2 separate regions of the Muntiacus reevesi genome follow, and region 2 is linked to region 1. Evidence: chromatin contacts called from public Hi-C data. All regions are on one chromosome and are shown on one strand. Each heading gives the region's core, a stretch centred on a gene start, on an enhancer-like site or on the middle of the called end of the contact. The rest is flanking DNA. Distances are from core to core; before and after follow the strand shown. Region 1 holds the start of TARS1 (threonyl-tRNA synthetase 1). Region 2 holds the start of BRIX1 (biogenesis of ribosomes BRX1).

What was found. Hi-C and Micro-C count contacts between places; a contact is called where the count stands out from the background.
Region 2: a contact with region 1 is called in a Hi-C map of blood, with 4 times the contacts expected there. The contact joins the promoter of BRIX1 here to the promoter of TARS1 in region 1. A contact is called at or near these places in 2 of 3 Hi-C or Micro-C datasets (blood and muscle).

Annotation. Positions count from the first base shown.
Region 1 is chr14:29,365,571-29,368,214 of mMunRee1.1, forward strand. TARS1 (threonyl-tRNA synthetase 1) reads left to right here and starts at 1,290. Exons shown (of 19, transcript XM_065905280.1): 1 at 1,290-1,595. The coding sequence starts at 1,539.
Region 2 is chr14:30,419,963-30,422,606 of mMunRee1.1, forward strand. BRIX1 (biogenesis of ribosomes BRX1) reads left to right here and starts at 1,358. Exons shown (of 10, transcript XM_065905585.1): 1 at 1,358-1,556. The coding sequence starts at 1,398. It overlaps RAD1 (RAD1 checkpoint DNA exonuclease), which reads right to left and starts at 1,276. Exons shown (of 6, transcript XM_065905587.1): 1 at 1,127-1,276; 2 at 432-659. The coding sequence starts at 626.

The DNA.
Region 1 (2,644 bases), core at 40-2,539:
GGCTTTTATCTGCTAGATGCTGGCAAAAATACACAAGTTGTGCTTCTGTGACGTTTTCAACCTGAGAAAATAATTTTTTAATTGTAAAACTGAAGTGGTTTTACAATTGTGCTACAGAAAGCTACCAGAATATGTAACAGGGAGACTTACACCATTCCAGTAAGAGTGGTCAAGAAATTCTCCCTCAAAGAAACGGTTTCTGAGATCTAACAAGTAGTTGCTAAATAGGCAAAAAGTATGTGGGGCAGGCAGAGATGAGAATGCGAATAGCCTCAATAGGCAGACCCAAAAAATAAAAATGTCATTAAGGTTGCAGATCAGTGTAGTGAAAAAGCGGGGCAGTCAGAGGCCTTCAAAACCATGACTTTCTTTACACTGAAAGCCACTTAAAGCTAGAGGTTGCCATGATTATATTTGTATTTTTAAAAAAAGACTATTCTCCCTTGTGGAAAGATAATAAAAGGAAATTCACTGAGGAATAGACTGCTGGCATGTGAAAGAAAAAAAAAATGAACACAAGAAATCGGGTTAGGAGGCTATTGACTGAACTTCATGAAAAGGATGACCCTGAAGGAGGCAAGCTGTCGAGGACTGATGTTTAGAAAATATAATCCTTTAACTTGGTGGAGTACATAAACTGTAAACAAGCTCATTATGCTTCTGATTTCAAAACAGCGACTGTTTTAAATTGACTGATAAAATAAATGAGAGTCATTCAATTCCAAACACTGAGACCTCTGTGTGGGAGAATCCGAGGAGTCGGCGTGGTTATTTCCTTAAGTAAAGTTTCGCTGCATTTTCATAGTCTCTGTGGAAAAGTTCCCTGATGCAATAGACTGGAGGTGGCGTGTAATAATAATGAATATCCGAGGAAAGGCGCTCGTCCTCGGATCAACAAGGCTTAGGTCTTGGGAACTCTGGATTGCAAGAAGGAGGGCCTAGCTTAGTTCACCGCTATAGACTTGAGAGCCGGGAAAAGTCCGCAGAATTCAGCAGTCACGGCAGGTCAGGTAGCGCCGAAGCATCAAAGAACTCTAGCCTCCACTGCAGGGTCTGACCCTGGGCCAGGAACCGGTAACCGGAAACTTCCCGGAAGCTCAGACTCTGCGCGTCTTGCTCGCTACGGCGGCCGAAAGGGCCCTGGAGTAATAGGCGCAGTCAGCCCGGAAGAAGGCGCACGCGCATTGCGGACTCTGGGCTCCGGGGATGACCCTATAACCCGCCAGGAGTGAGTGCATGTTCTGTAGTTTCCTCTCCCGCCCCGCCGCTGCCTGATTTTCTAGAAGGGGTATCGCCAAAGACGCTTTTCCATTGGTTTAGAGAAAGGAGGGCCCGCCACTCCGGATTGTCGATTAGCTGCCTGCTCTCCCATCAGGTTGGAGGAGGCGGAGTTTGGGCGCTTTCCGATTGCATCATCTGTGGACCACGAGGCGCAAGCGCAGCGCTCCTCGGCGCCGCTGCCCACTTCTGCTTGGCGACAGCTGTCCTTGCCTCCTGCCCGTCGATCTGGGATTTAGCTTTCTCTTGGTGGTTTGCGGATGTCTGAGGAGCAGGCCAGTAGCCCTTCAGCGAAAATGGGAGACGAGGAGAAGCCGGTGAGTGGGCTGAGTGGATCCCGGCGGCCGCGCTGGGGCTCTTGGACCCTTGTTGCCCAACGTGGGGAGAGGGAGGGGTGGAGAACCCAGGGCGGGGGGCGATGGAACTCCGGGACGAGTCAGGGCCCCCTTTGGAGAGGAATCGCAGATTCATAAAGCAGGGCGGGGCCTTGCAGAGCATCTCTGGGTCCATCCTCTTTTTGTAGATGAGGACGCTGAGTGTCTTGCTCGGAGCCACACAACTAATTAGAAGCCGAGAGAGAACTAGAATCTAGAGCTTTGGACTTATAGACTAGCGTCTTTGGCTCCCTTTAGTCAGGAAGAATGTTGCGGAGCCTCATTTAATTTTAAAACCACGTACGGGTAAAAGACCCAGTAAGGGAAAACCAAGTCACCGGTATCTGCCCAAGTGTATAATAAACGGTGGAGACCACCCCTCTTGGCAAACTCTAGAGAAGTTACACACTTGCCGGATGCGGGAGGCTTGCCTTATCACATTGACAAACGTTCATCATTTCACGTCTGAACTTTTCGCTTTAGTGACATACTATGCTTGGGAACATCTTCCCAATCCTGTTCTGTGGGCCAACTTTTGGGTTGAAAGTTCAGATCGCTTTTATGTAAATATATAGTATGTACACTTGCCCATCTTTGTTCTGTTTTCGTTGGAAATGAAGAACGGCTGCCCCGTCACGTTTCCAGTTGTTACAGGAAAGGGGAAGTGGACCTCAGGGTTCCAGAGAGACCCATTTCAGTGTCGTGGCGCTGCTGTTCACTGTGCTGTGCTTAGCCGCTCAGTCGTGTCCGACTCTTTGCGACCCTAGGGACTGTAGCCCACCAGGCTCCTCTGTCCATGGAATTCTCCAGGCAAGAATACTGGAATGGGTTGCCTTGCCCTCCTCTAGGGGATCTTCCCAACCCAGGGATCGAACCCAGGGCTCCCGCATTGCAGACGGTTTCTTTAAGGGAAACCCTGTTTACTAGCTGTATGCGAATAAAAAGTTACTTACTCTTTTTGAGCCACTAGCCTCTTTTGTCAAATGGAGAGG
Region 2 (2,644 bases), core at 108-2,607, 1.1 Mb after region 1:
AGGAAAAAATAATAGCGAAATAGTGCAAAAGAGTATATACTACAGAAACAAATGCTGTGGGTTCTCATCCCAACTAAGCCACTTGCCAGCTATAGGACTGCTGACAAATCACTTAAATAGCGTCTCAGTTTCCACAAATGTAAAATGGGAATAATAATAGAACCACCTCATAGGACTGTTGTGAGGATTAAATTATTTAAACATATAAACATACAAAACACTCAGAAAAAGTGCCCACCTATAGTTTAATATATTTTAGACATTATTAACCATTACCTCTGTAAAACACGATAGGAAAAGGGTTTGTTACCAGGAGAGAAAAAGAATTCAAATAATATTTTGTGCTCCAACTTAAATGAAAACTCTTGGAATTCACTGACCTGGGTGAAGAAGGTCATATTTCACTGTATTAAAGGTGCCAACTTCCATACCTGAATAAAAGCATTTGCTTGTACACATTTTGCGTTTTCCACTGTAACCTTGATTCCATTTTTAGTAGCGAAACACGTGGCATGTTCTCGGAAATGAATAGCCTTCAGGATAGTGGAGAGGTTCCTGACGTTGTCAAGGCTGGCCACTAAGCAGTAATCATTCTCGTCTGTGATCCGCTGGGTTAGGAGGGGCATGGTCCACGGCGCATTCGGCCCCGAGGGATGCTCCTGATGAGATGCGACAATAAAACTCCCCGTCCAGGCTGACAAAGCCCGCGATTTCAACCTGCGCTGAGCCGAGTGGAAGAGGCCTGGACGCTGAACTCGCCGAAGTAGGGACTGAAACCCCACCTCTGCCACTTAACTGTCTCTAACTTTGGGGGAAATTACCCTGTAAAGGAGGGTTTCGTCGTCTTTAGTAAGGGGACAGTAACACGAAAAGTTACGAAGGACAGAAATACGCAACTAACACGGTCACCGGGGTCAGTTTCGCCAACCCAAACAGAGGCTCCGCTTCCTCAGTCAGAGAAGAGGTGTCCCGCGCCTCCAACCTTGCTTCTAACAGGATATACCAGAGGGGCGGGCTTGAGTCCTTGGAAGGTCCTCCAAGAAACCCAGACAACCACCCAACACCACTCACCAGCCCACAACCCGCCTACAGACTTGTCTTGGGATCCCCAGCGCTCAAACCCTACCTTCGCGCAGCGCCCGGGCGCAGCTTCTAGAAAACTGCGGAGGAAGTGGAGCGGCTCCCGCCACTCTATTCAGACATTGCCGACCACCTCGGCCACCGTCACCACAGAGATAGAGGAGGCCTAGAGAGCCGACCGGGCCGTACCATAGAGACGGGAAAGAGGCACCATAGAACTGCAGGACCGTGGAGCTGGGGGCCGGGACCATAGAGACGGGAAGGCGGAGCAAGCGGCAGAGCCGGAAGGAAGGCCCAGAGCGAAGGCGCGGAGCAAGATGGCGGCGACCAAGAGGAAACGGCGTGGAGGACTGGCGGTTCAGGCGAAAAAGCTGAAAAGACACGAGAAAGATGGCAAGCTGCCGGCTAAGCCGAACGACGTATCAGAGGAGGCGGCGGAAGAAGAGAAAGATCGTATCCCAGGCCCAGTTTGCAAGGTAAAGGGGGCTTTGCGGCCGCGGCTCCACGCTCTTTCGTTGTGGTACCTACCTGATTACCGCTCTGCGGGTTTCAGAATTGCTGGGGGTGTTAGGGGAGCTCCGTCTCAGCTCGCCCGGCGGGACCCGCTGCCGCGTTTGCATCTAACCCTAGAGCACGTGGCTGCACTCTTGGCAGGCTGCTGACTGAGCAACTTCACCGATTTCAAAGCTGTTACCTGGCTCGCAGAGAAGCGACTTTCGGGGACTGTTACAGTGTTTGGTCTTCATTTCCTTCGTTTTTTGTTGTTGTCGGAGGAAGGAATTCTTCCTTAAACTTGTTTGTCTCCCTCGAGTATATATCCCTTCCAGTGATGGGATGTCCAGAATATTCCCATATTCTGAATCTTGAAGCTGGTTGTGCGATTCTTTAAAAAGCTACTGTCCTTTGGGACTATGCCTTAGACGTGATCTTTTTTTTTAAGTTTTACTTTTAATTGGAGGATAATTGCTTTGCAGTGTTGTGTTGTACAGTTTTGTAATGTACAACAACGTGAATCAGCCATAAGTATACATTTATTCCCTCCCTCTTGAACCTCATTCCCTTTCCATCCCCGACTTGTTTGATTTGTAACTCTCACGGAATACGGAAAACTAGGGTAGATACTATGAGTTTTAGGTGTATTCGACAAAGTTTTAATGTGCCAAGCACTGTAAGAAGTTAGGTTTCCCGTGCTTTGGGAGTGCAAAACTAAAACGTGACGCTTTCTCCTAAAATGTTGGAGTTTAGAAGGAAACTAAGAACTGATTTGTAAGTTGATGGTTTTTATTCAGAAGAAGGTGAACACAAGTTGTTGAATCTTTCATTCATCTGAGAGCTACTTAAGCTAGATAAAATACTGTGGAGACAATTGGTCTGCTTTAGTAATTTCCTTCCATCGTGCCCGCAACCCCCACCACAGCTTAGCATAGATCTCTACCACGTAGTGAGTGATAGGTAAATGACCCTGTGTAGTGGTTTTCAAGCACTGGGAAAGGAGTTAGCTTTGAGGAATGAAAGGTAAGCTTGAATTCTAACCCTAAGAGAGGACTAAGAGTTGTTGGAAAGA